Regions from separate parts of the Macaca mulatta genome. Here region 2 is linked to region 1. Evidence: chromatin contacts called from public Hi-C data. All regions are on one chromosome and are shown on one strand. Each heading gives the region's core, a stretch centred on a gene start, on an enhancer-like site or on the middle of the called end of the contact. The rest is flanking DNA. Distances are from core to core; before and after follow the strand shown. Region 1 holds the start of MAP4K4 (mitogen-activated protein kinase kinase kinase kinase 4). Region 2 overlaps MAP4K4 (mitogen-activated protein kinase kinase kinase kinase 4).

Evidence for each region. Hi-C and Micro-C count contacts between places; a contact is called where the count stands out from the background.
Region 2: a Hi-C map of blood shows a contact between it and region 1, with 2.7 times the contacts expected there. The contact joins the enhancer-like site here to the promoter of MAP4K4 in region 1. A contact is called at or near these places in 7 of 14 Hi-C or Micro-C datasets (CD4 T cells, blood, cortical neurons and 4 more).

What each region holds. Positions count from the first base shown.
Region 1 is chr13:9,852,003-9,858,374 of T2T-MMU8v2.0, reverse strand. MAP4K4 (mitogen-activated protein kinase kinase kinase kinase 4) reads right to left here and starts at 3,106. Exons shown (of 29, transcript XM_077958917.1): 1 at 2,671-3,106; 2 at 2,265-2,330. The coding sequence starts at 2,727.
Region 2 is chr13:9,982,381-9,988,752 of T2T-MMU8v2.0, reverse strand. It overlaps MAP4K4 (mitogen-activated protein kinase kinase kinase kinase 4), which reads right to left. Exons shown (of 29, transcript XM_077958917.1): 6 at 5,600-5,690; 7 at 3,315-3,445; 8 at 1,057-1,111. Among named protein-coding and RNA genes, the nearest start is that of MAP4K4, 130 kb to the right of the region's middle. Within about 2 kb of position 3,587, at least 8 of the 40 cell types and tissues checked have an H3K27ac peak or open chromatin away from gene starts, as enhancers often do. A contact at or near this core is called in blood, where this site is marked.

The sequences.
Region 1 (6,372 bases), core at 1,857-4,356:
TATAGTAAAAAAAAAAAAACACGTAGAGTAAAAAAATTTTCCTGATGTATGAGACAATCAGGAAAATGTTAACAGTAAATGTAAGACATTTTTCCAAGTGTGATAACAACAATGTGATTTTGTAAAAAAGAAATATTCTCAAGTATTTATGACTGAAATGGCATTTGGGGTTTACATTAAGATAAAGGAGAAGAAGAATACAGATGAGACAAGATTAGTCATGTGCTGATAAACCTCTCTAGTCTTTATGTTTCAAGTTTTCCATAATATAAAAATGTAACTGCTTATGAGCAAAACCTCAGGCACTATTTTGTTCTGGACTGTAGGCAACTTTTGCACGGATTTTATTTCTTAGGTTTGCATAATTAGAGAAATTCTCAACTGCACAGACTTTGTAGTCAGAGAGCTGTGTCATGCCAGTATCCCAAATACTTGTCAAACATAGCGCTCAGCAAACCTAGTTCAAAAGCTTGGGAGGGCTGGGGGGAATGGAACTAAAAAGGCAATGAGGGGAAATAACAATGAACTTGACTAAACTCTTACCATAAACAGCTCCCACCTCTTAAAACCAATAAAGACAAACTGGGGTTTCATTCTTTCCTTTTTCTTAAGGTTTAAAGACTATATTACCTTCTGGCTTACTTCTCTGCCCTTAACATCCATGCTGACCAAATAAGACAAACAATCCAACTACTGTGTAACCAGGTCAAAAACAAGCTCTGGCTAATTCACTTGGAAGACTACAATCACCACTTAGATTTGGCGAGAAAAAACTGGGTTAGAAAAAAACTGACTGATGCTTAAACAAACAACAGACCCGGGAGAGTATCCTTTAGCCAGTTACCAACCACTCAGCGAATTGCAACACAATCTTCTCCAAAATTTTCCAAAGCCTTCCAAATTCAGTTGAGCCCGGCAAGCTGAGTTAACAGGGCTCTCTTTCAAATTCAAAAATCTGGCCCCGGCCCCAAGAGTTAACCAACAAAACACAAGCTAATACACTTGAGATCACCTAAGAATACTGACCCAAGTTCGGACCACAGTCCAGTAAGTACACTGCCCAGGCTAGAAGTTTGGGCTGAGGAGAGGCGTTTAAGTGATAGATAAACTCTACTCACAAAGCAGAAAAGAGACAGACAATAAGATCCACACTTAATCTAGCCTAAGAAAACGTCTACAGTCAGCTTCCAACCCCCCCCCAACTCCACCCATTTTTAATGAGACAATGACAATTCTTCATGGTGAACCACAAAGCCCTGCTTCCCTAACCTTGTACCGACTCTAACAGAACACTCCCCCAGTGCAGATTAAACTTTTAGAAAACGTTCAGTAATGAGAAACGAATCAAGACAGGAAGAATTTAACATTCCGTTCTGAATTTTCAAGGCCTGTGCCTCCATTCCCTACAGCTCTTTCATAATCTCTAGACTGTACAATGGATAAAATGAACACTGTTAGTCACATCAGGTGTCAGCTACTCAGCGCAGACTCAGTCTCCAGATTTGCTAGTTTCATTTATCGTTGGGGTGGAGGGTGGGTGTTAAAATTTTCAAAAAAGATAAAGACCTGGGTGGGTGTGAAACCAGGGCATCCTCTATATTCTCTTCGCTCTCCGTCATTTCTGTTTCAATTACACAGCTGTCAAACAGGTTATTCCTGGAATTCAGATTTTATAATCCCCACACTGTAATTCTTCCTGCTCCTGTTGCCCAAACACACACTCCTCCCTGCTTCCCCAAAATACGTATCCATCAATAGAAAGGATGACAACCACAGTTATAAAGTATTCCCAGGTAACGCCAAACTCCCCACCTTGAGCAACTGGCAAGCACTGAGTGGAGGCTGAAACATGATGACAATTTTCACGATGGCCAAAGCAGTGGTTTAGGATCGTCAGAGGCAAGGCCCGCCTCCACGGTATTTTAATTTACACACAAACTCAGGAGGCCAGATTTGGGGGGAAAAAAAGAGAAAATTCAGGTTGTCTTATTTTTTAAAAATGCTTTTCCATTTTTTTGAAGTAAAGTGCATGCCTAAGAGTGTAGCTTATTTCCTTATCTCAAAGCCAGGAAATGAGGTCTTTTAAGGCCAGTCTGAATATAAACTCGGTGTGCAAAAACAGAGGGACTGCAAGGCGAAACCCCTCTCCCAACTTTGGCCAAGCGGCGTGGCCTCCAGTCAGCAGCCTGTTTATCACCCTCTCCTCGTCCCCCAACAAGAAGTTTCCACATGCCACGGGAAACAAAGAAGGCGCCCACACCAACCTTATAGACTTGTCCATAGGTGCCATTTCCAACCACTTCCACCAGCTCAAAAATCCCAGCAGGATCCTGGAGAGGAAGGAGGGGAGGGGTTATCATTTAAAAGAAGCCAAAAAATGAATAAATCAAGCAGGGCAGTTAGAGAGAAAGGGCGGTGACAAAAGAGGTGGGTTTCGCCCCGCGCGGTCCCCCGGCGCCCGGGGGTCACGCGGCGGGCTCGGGGCGTGGGGGCGGCGGAGGGTAGCGCCCGCCCCGCACCAGCCCGCACAGGCAGACAAAGGGGCCGCCGCGCCGGCGGCTCTGCCCACGGCGGCGCCCGAGCGCCCGGCCGACCAGGGCGCGGCCCCGGCTGCCGGCTGCCGGCTGCCCGCTCCCCGCTCCCCGCGCGCCCGCTCGCGGGCCCACTCACCCGCAGGGAGGAGAGATCGATGTCCACCAGACTTTTTGCAGGGGAGTCGTTCGCCATTTTCCCTTTTTGCCACCAAAAAACAAATAACAATAAATGTCTCTGTCGCTCTGTGTATCTCAGCCGCAGACCAGGCCGCCGACGGCGCTCCTCGCGCGGCAGCCGGGCCGGCCCGGGACTCTCCTCGCGGGGCCGGGGGCGGCGGCGGCGGGCTCGGCTGCGCTCTCGGGCCGCTCGGGGCTCTCGGCCGGCCGGGCCGCGCGGAGGGCGGACGGAGCGTGCGCGGGCGGCGGCGGCGCTCACACCATGGCGCGGGGCCGGCCGTCAGGCCCCCGGGCGTCGCCCGCCGCCTCAGGCCCCGGCGCCCGCGCCCCGCGCCGCGCGCCTTGAGGACGGGCCCGGAGCGTGGGGCCGCGGCGGCGCCGAGAGTTGAGCGAGTGAGCGCGAGGCAGCGAGACAAAGATAACCCGGGAGGCGGAGGCGGAGGCGGGGAGCGAGGCGGGGAGCGAGGTGGGGAGGGAGGGGGCGGCGGCGGCGCGGGAGGAGGAGAAACGGGACACCAAAAATATATTCTGAGGAGAGAGAAAACAGCTCCCCCTTTCCTCCTCAGGCAGGAAAAACCGGCGGAAACGCACTCACACCCCTACCCTGCCGGGGAGGGCGCGGGCCGAGGCGCCCGCGCGGCGTGAATATTCATCAGGGGTGGGGCCCGAACAATGGCCGGGCCGGCGGGCAGTGCGGGCAGCGGCCCCGACACGACGCCCGGCGCCCAGGGTGCGGCCCCGGCGCTCGACCCCGCACGGCGCTCCCGAAAACAGCAGGAGCGGGGAGGAAACGGGCTGGGATTTCCCCGGGGAGGAGCTGAGGTGGAGAAACGCCCCTACCTCGCGCTAACAACAAATGACAGGAAACTGAGCTGGACCGACGCTAAGAGGACAGGGACCCTCGTGTCTCCCAGGGCAAGGGTGTGTCCCGCCGGCCGCGCCCCGGCTCTAGAGGGACGCGAACCGGGTGTTGCCGCGCGGAGGAGGGGCCTCCCTCGATCCTCGCCCCCTCCTCGCCCCGCTTGCCCCATCCCCCACTCTCCCACCTCCTAGAGAGGAGACCCTGAAGTCCCTCGTTTCCGGCTTCCCTGCACGGTTTTCTTTTCCTTTCTCTGCTTTTGCAAGCTAAATGTGTGGTACGGTTGTGGTTGTAGTTGCGGGATCCGCTGAGCATCGCTGGGCTGCCGGGCCACATCCAAAACAGCTCCTGTAATTGCCTGGCGCTGCGCTCCCGGCTGCGCTCGGTAGGTGAGCACTGTGTTTGGGGCCCTTAGTACCGACCCGCGTTTTGTAACCTGGACATCACTAAGGATCAACAAACAGGTTTCTTCCGGCAACCTCGGAAGCCAGTCGGTAGTTAGGCACTTTAATGCCAGTGAATCAACAGCCATTTACATCGCATTCCTCCACCGTCCAAAAACTTTCAGTGGTTCCCGGTTACCTGACAGGTGTTCTCAAAACGTGCGTGCTTCAGGCAAAGTGCCGATTGCCTGGCCCTGCCTCCCGAGTTCCCGTTTCAGGAGGTCAGCAATGGGCCTGAGAATGTGCGTGTGTAAGTTCTCAGTGTAGCTAACGTCACTGTTACAGGGATCACTTGTTGACAACAGTGGCCTCCGGCTATTCATGATTGGATTTTCATAAACATAACCATCATCGTCTACCAATTCTTATGCACATACTGTGTCTCCCCCAAACAAACGCATTGTGCCAAGTGCTTTACACACAGCACTCTATTTACAGCCTTGAAGGAATGTTATCCTCCTTTTTGGTAAGGAAAGCAAAGTACTGAAAGATAAGGAATATGTCCGAATTCCTTAAAAGCCCAGCCTGGAAGTTGAGCAGGGATTTTCACCAGGTTAGCCTGTTCGCAGAATCCGGATCTCTGATTCAGTCAGCCAAGTTAGTTAGCTCTACCCAGAATATGTATGGCACTCTCCTGCTTCCCAACAGTTTGGTTTCTGAAATTTTTGACTATGAGAATCCCTGGTAAGGGTAAAATATATTGAGGGGCTCCTGGTATCCATTTATAAGGAAAATTATAGTAACCAAGTATTCCTATGAATGTATTGGTGCTTTTAGATAATTTTGGTTTTTGCCAGCAGCAATGGCATTATCTATAAGTGTAAATAAAATAATTTACTCAGAGAACTAGACAGAAACACATCTGAACTTTCAGGCTATCTTACTATTGATAACATTGTTTTTTGTTTGTTTTGAGACAGAATCTGACTGTCACCGAAGCTGGAGTGCAGTGGAGTGCTCTCAGCTCACTGCAACCTCTGCCTTCTGGATTCCAGCAATTCTTCTGCCTCAGCCTCCCCAGTAGCTGGGACTACAGGCGCCTGCCACCATGGTCAGCTAATTTTTTATTTTTAGTAGAGACAGGGTTTCACCATGTTGGCCAGGCTGGTCTTGAACTCCTGACCTCAGGTGATCCGCCCGCCTTGGCTTCCCAAGGTGCTGGACTACAGGCATGAGCCACCATGCCTGGCCTATTGCTAGCATTTTAATAGTGTTTATTATTAATAATAGATGATATAATGTGCTAAGTCCTTCACATGTATTATCTCATTATTCTGCTCTTAATTCCAAATGACACTCCATTATTCCCACTTTATACATTAGAAAACCAGCACTTAAAAAAGTTAAGTAACTTGCTCACTATGCACAACTAGACCTGATGCAGAAATGCCAGGGCCCCCCACAAAGCAGCCTCCTTCCACAGGTTCAACTCCAAATCCATGACATTGAAGCCCACCTCTCACCTCCCCTTCCTCTCCATCTATCCACATTCCTTCATCACCTCAAGCCCAACTCAAAATCATCTCTTCCTTCTCCTACAGGCTCTCTTTAAATCTGTGTCTCTCCTACGCTGCTATCCTCTATATCACCGTTGTGCCTGTTATCTCCCACTTTAGAATCATTACCTATTCTGGAAGTGCCTACACAGTACAAGGCACTGGCTTAGCAATTGCCTGGGATATCGGGAAGATCGAGACAGCCTACCCTCAAAGAGTTTACACACTGATAATGGGCATAAGACAGCTTCATAAATAACCACTAGTACAAAGCAGAACAGTGTCGATTTTAGCAAGATGGAAAGAGTACTAAACAGATCTAGTGGAAAGTATGCTGGATTTGGGGCAAAATTGAACTGGCTTTGAACCCTAGTTATTTGTCCGTTGTGCAGCCTTGCATGTGTTTCTTCTGAGCCTCTCGTTCCTCTTCTGCATACCAGATGAAGACTGAAAATGAGAAAAACAAGCAAGAGACAAGAGCCTATGCCAGGGTAATAAGGGGTGACAGGAGGTATTAATATAAGAGGTCTTGAGACAGTAGATTCTCTAAGGCTTGGCATCTGATACAATACCAGAAGGCAGTGTAGACAAGAAGGTAAAAGATTTGTTTGTGGTTCAGAACTTGGGAGGATGTCCACACTTGGGAAGATGCTGTCACAACAGAGAAAAAGATGGGAATTACTAAATGGTAGCAAGAAAGGAAGATTTAGTTTTGAACCCAAAACCAAAGTCAATTACCTTTTCATGCAGGAGTGGTGTACACATGCCCAGCTTGAAACTCCACTCTAGCACCCGGCATCAGGGCCATGTTTTCAATTAACACCATGTATTAGCTTGGGCTGCCATTACAAAATACTATAGCC
Region 2 (6,372 bases), core at 2,338-4,837, 130 kb before region 1:
CCAGAAATGCTGTTTGTTGTTACAGCTAAAAATACTAGAAAGAGCAAAAATTGAGCATGAAATGGATTTACTTCTGTGCAATTACTGTTTTTGTACTCCTATCACTCACCCAATAAAGGTGTGTTAGGCACACACGCAGGCATTACTGTGTCACCATAGGCAATGTGCACTTTCATGTGTTTCTTTACCTTCAAAAGACCCTTACAAGGCATCTGGGCAATGAGGAGGGGCAGACAATACTATTCCCCTTGTGAACAAAAACTGAGACAAAGGATGAGGTGGTACTTCCCCGCCTTACTGTCTCAGAGGGAAGCACAGGGGAATGTATGGTGTTTGAGGCAGATCTCTATTTCCACGCTGAAAACTAATTTTTAGCTGTCAATAATTACTTTCATTCATTCAACAAATATTTATTCAGCAGCAACTATGTGCTGTGCCAGACAGTTATACATTCTTTGTGTAGACCTTTTTTAATGGGGACAGCAGAAAATGCAGGGTTTTTTTTTCCTTTGCTCTCTGCAATTCTACCTCATCCGTGATCAAAAATGAATTATATGAAGTTCTCATTAATTCAATCCAATGGAGAAGCAAAAACTCACAAAATTTCAGTTAACACGCACAAAAAATTATTCTATTAATAAAGTTTTGCCTCCATTTGTAAACTCAAAACTTAATACTAAAATTTCATGTGTTAGGAGTAGTTTCACTGAATTATTCAATTTAAAATGTAAAGAGAAAACTTACTACTTATTATTTGATCTCAGCACTACTTCAGGTCACACATTTGAGTACAACTTAAATAAAAGAAAATGTAGCCTATAGGCCTCCTAGAGATATTTAAAAGAAATAGTAATAGTGGTTGCCAAGAATTCCTTTTATATCTAAAACTTGACTATATTGATGATGCCTTCATCTAAACAGTCTACCAGAAATGCCTTTATCCATGGAGCTGAGCTGTTCTTTTTGAAGTCTTGGGAGAGATTTAAGTTACACGTTAACAAGTGAGCTAAAAAGAAAAGTTACTTACGGGGGGAAAAAGAAAAGAAAGTTACTTACGGGGAGCACCTTCTGCCATCTCGATGGCTGTAATGCCACAAGACCAAAGATCACTCTGCAAAAATAAAACAGTATGTTACGGATACTGGAGTAGCTACAAAGCCACTAACTTACATGTCTGGCTATTCACACAACTTTGCTATATAAACCAAAATGAAGTTTGCCAGAAAATTAAAAGTACAAACACATTTGTAGAACTTATGGAAGGAGGGAGGGACGGAGGGAGGGAGGAAGGAAAGAAGCAGAAAATTGATTTGATTAAAACCACTTACATCTATGAATGAACTAGAGCTGGTCCCACTTAAAAACCTCTCTCTAACTGTTCAGTGAATGGTCTACGGTTCAATATATTTCTTCATTTCTTCATAAGCATTCAATACTTTAGACTTCTGGCCCAGATGGATGTTTATTGTTAGTAACTCAAACTTAATTAAGATTTTAAAGTTTAAAGGCCAGAAACCATTCTTTACAAAGTGCTCCCCACTGAATTCATAAAACCTAACATGGCTCACTAATTCAAATCATGCTACTAAGCATCCCCACCCTACTTGCAAACCAAACAAGTCAGCTGGTTTTCTGTACATGGAATCTTTTTTTTTTTTTTTTCTGATTCCCCTGAAATACTAAATTTAAAATTTGAATTAAACTTCACTTTCTACTCAAATATAAGTTCCATGAAGGCAGGCATTTTTGCCAGTTTTATTTACTTTTGTAATGGAGAGTACTCACTAAACACTGTTTGATGTACTGAAGTCTTATCAGACAATATTTCTTAAAATCCAAAAAAAAGAATTTTTGAAAAGCAGATGAGGATAGTTATTATCATTACTATATATTTGTTTATATGCTATCCTAACCAAGGAATTAAAGTTGCTCAGTTTAAAGGTTTTCTAAATAATCTATACTTATATTACAAAGTTCAGACACATATATCTGAATACAACAAAAAGGAGAGACCTATCATTCCTCCCTTATTTTCATTAAGCTTTCTATACTATCAGGGTACACAAAGGGGCTCATTACCCTAATCCAGGGGCCACTCCTGGCAATGAGCGGGGGATGAACAGCTCTGCATGTCCCCTGCTGTGAGGCAACATGAAGAACCTCCACCTCCACCTCCCCAGTGGTGATTTTGCTAAGAAGGTTTTCCTTGATACAAATTAAGCCTTTCTAGTTTACAGGAAACAAACTAAATGACATAAAGAAGTAATGAGACAAATCTCAAGGGTAGAACATTAGACAACAGGCCCAGGCTCTTCAGAAAGTCAGTTTTATGGCAAAACAAAAACAAATACAAAAAAACGAGGTGGGGGTGGCAGTGGAGGTGGTTCTAGATTAAAAGAGATTAAATAACCAAATACACTGTCTTGTTCTGCATACCAGCCAGGTCTAATTACCAACTTTGTATTAACTATTTGTATTTACTTAGGTATAATAATTATTTGGGGAATGCGGGAAAACATTTTTAAATTTTAGAGACATGGTAAAGAGTGGAAAGTCACAAAGTCTGTTACCTATTTTAAGATACTTCAGTATATAAAAAATAAAAGTTACTCTGCACTACAGTCTTAAATTAAGTCTCATTAATTGGATATTTGTAATAAATACTAAAATACATGGGAGACTGTTAAGACATGAATTCCATTTTGCATATCATTAACAGGTATATTAACCAGACTGGCTCATCTAATTAAGGCATGGATTTTTAAAAACAGCTTTTGTAAACATAGTAACCCGAGTCTGATATCAAATATGGATTTACATCTAGATTTTTTTTTTAAAGTGCATTATTGATTCAAGTCCCTAGAGGTCACTCTAATAATTTAAATAAATTTGTATACCAAATCAATGCTGTACAGCAGTTTAACAAGAATAATATAAAATTTCACTCGAAGCTATTATTGTACACTGGCAATATTTTAAAAAGAATAAATATTCGATTCTAATATATTCTTCAAGTTAAAAAAAAAAAAAAAGGATAGTAAATAGGAACAAAAAGCTCTAGGCACGACAAAGTGCTCCAGACTGCTTTGAAACCAGTGTATTCCTTAATGAGAACACAGTCATGTGATACAAATGGCCAAAAAAGACAGCATCTGAATACTGTCCTGAAAAATCTGCACCTGCAATTTTCCTCACTGAAGGTCTTCCTCCCTGAAAAGGCAGGCAGACAAGGGGTGTGCGATTTATAAGCAAAGCCGCCATCCCTCAGGCATGCCAGTGGCCCTGCAAAGGCCTACGGAGCAGGTGCCTCTTACTCTGTAATCATAGGTGGCATCCGGGTTCTCATCACAGGCGATGACCTCAGGAGCCATCCAGTAGGGAGTGCCTATGAACGTATTTCTCCGCCCCACTGTCCTGTCCAGCTGAGCACTCACACCAAAGTCAACTGTGGGAGGGAGAAAAAGGAAGAGAAAGTGAAACACAATTACAAACCAGATATACTTGTGAAAAAACACAAGGAGGAAATGTCTTCGTAGTAAACTGAAACAGCAGTGCTTCATGAATATGCGATCCTCCTCAAGGCAAGCACCACTGGTCAGGAGTGCCCTTCCACAGTAAAGCCACCGAGACTGTGAGATCCTCTACCAGTCTGGAAGCTTCTGTGAAGCCTGGATCTGGCTGCCTCCCCAGCTTCTCCGACAGTGACCAGCAGAGGGCCTTTTGAATGAACCACAACCTTCAGTGCTTTCAGAGAACTGCCGCAAACAAGATCAAGTCACAGAGAGCCCCAGGTTCTGGAGAACTGACTGAAGACACACTTGACTTACCTTCTTAAACAGCACTAATAACCATAAAGGTAAGAAATTCACAAAAGTTTTCTTGAAAAAAACACAGTACTGAATCAAAAAAAAAAAAAAAAAAAACAACAAGCTAAATCATATGTTCACAAACAACACACCCTAAAGCACTTGGGACTTCTGCTGATTTTTCAGTGACTTCTGCATCCCACCCAATTGGATGGTGGTGGTGGTCTAGAGGACAGTTCAAGGATGGGAGGCAGAGCTGGCAGGAAGACCATGACCTCTAACGGAATGCCTGCCATCCGTCCCTGCCAACACTACCACCACACACACTACCACTACCCAAGCAGGAACCTGCAAAGGTGGAGGCGCCCATGCAGAAAGGCCTACGAAGCGCTGAGATGACTAAAAGGGATCATAGATTCAACTTCTATGCACAGAACACGCTCAGAAAATGGCTTGTCCAGGGTGTGGACTTACTCACTGAGTACTCCTTCAGAGACAGAGACACACGGGCCAGGCAGCACAGGAACCAGGGACACACAGGCCAGCCAGTTAGTGCAGGAAGCCTAAGCGAGCATCACAGCGACTTGGAAGGCAATGGTAACCAATCACTAAGTGATCGCTCAGGTACTATCAGAGGCCGATAGCAGGAGACCAGTGCAGGGAACGCACAGCTCACTGAGTCATTTGGTATGAGAACTGCTCAAGTGCTTCCTTGAGGGGAGCCCTGAGGGGAGTTTCCAATTGGGCAGATTCCTCCATAGAAGACCAACAAACACAGACACTATGCAAGGAGGTAACTATGAAGGTCTTACTTTTACAGTACAACAGCTGTGCCTATGATTTCTAAAAGAAAGGTGGACCAGACCCATATAAACAGAAAGAATTTTGTTATGATGTGTTAGTGGAAGAAAAATTAATACAAACGCTATTTAAAAATTTGATACAACACTTAGATGAAAGTGGAATAAGTTCAGACCCAGCTAAAGGAAACAAGAAATATAAAAGAACCCTTGTGAATAACTCCAGGAAACCACCACGGGCTGTAATTACCTATCCATGCAGAAATTTATCAAGCACCTACTACAATGAAGTCACTATGCTGTGGGTGCTGGGTAATAGGCTATTTGCTGCATTCCCAGAATTTACATTCTGGCAAAGGAGACAGTAACAGAAGTAAAAAACAATCACATAACTATAAATTGTGAACAATACTATGAAAGAAACAAGCAGCAAGGCCCAAGACAGATCAGAGGTTGGAAAAGGCCCCTGAACATGAGAAAAAAAACTGTGACTTCAAAACTGAAGTCAAGTCTTCCCAATGGGAAACAGTTATGCAAAGGCCCCAAGGCAAGATCCAGGAAGTTTAAGAAAAGAAAAAAAGACAGTGACTGATGAAGAGAGAAGTAAAGAGGGACATAAAATGAGGAGGGAAAAGTAGCAGGCATCAGATCCTACATGGCTTTTTATAGGCAAGGGTGAGAAATGTCGGTTTTATCCAAAGTAAAATAGGAAGCCATTAAGGGTCTTTAAGCAGGAAAGTGGCATGGTCTGATCTGAAGATCAGTCTGGCTGCTGTATAGAGAACCAGGGGGCGGGAGGTGGGAGGGAACTAACATGGAAGTGGGGAGGCTGGAGCCAGGCTAAGCAATATGCTCGGTTCCCACATTCTTAAGAACAGAAATAGAAAACATGGGTAACAGACTGAACTTTTAGCTAGATGGAAGCAGAACTGGGAGTGCAGCTGGCTTGTGCCAGGTGCAATTACGAGATCACGCCGCACATCCATTACATACCAAGTTTCACCTCTGCATTCTCAGTCAGCAACACATTCTGGCCCTTGATATCCCGGTGAATCACGTGATGAATGTGAAGATGTGCCAGTCCCTGAATAGGAAAGACAGGCCTGAATTTTAGTTTTCTGTGACTATAAGTAAACAGCCAGGAACACACCTTTTATAAGAAAGTACACATGTGGACCAACGGTGTTTGTGAGCTCATGAACATTAACTTCACTCTTAGTGCATTCCCAGGAAGACAGCACCAATACTACCACACACATAGAAAGAAGTCCCCCCCGCCCCCGCCACATTCCCAGTGGGTTAGGTTCCCCGTGTGAGCAACATGACCACTTCTAGCTGTGCCTTTAAGATACACTGCAGATTACCATCTGCAGTTTCTCTGCTATAATTTGTGCTATTTGTGTACAGGGTGGTTCCTTTCCCACGCTAAATGTCTAGAGGGTGACCCCGTGGGCATATTTGAACTAGACACATCTCAGGGGAAAAGCAAAGGGCAAGAGAGGGCTTTGAAATCTGGCTCTTTAACACTGGCTAGCCTTCCCACTGCACAGTGACAAACTGCTAAGTGCTGATCAATCCCACCTCCATCCCAAGCATAAAATGATTGTGCTGTCAAAAAGAGCCTTGTGTTCAAATAAAATATCTTTCTTTCCCAAGGAAACAAACCTACTGGGCATATAACACTTTTTGATGACCTTGTATCTGGAATGAGGCCCAAAAGCTTGTCTCTTACAAGAGGTGGTGGAAGAACAAAAACACATGTTGCA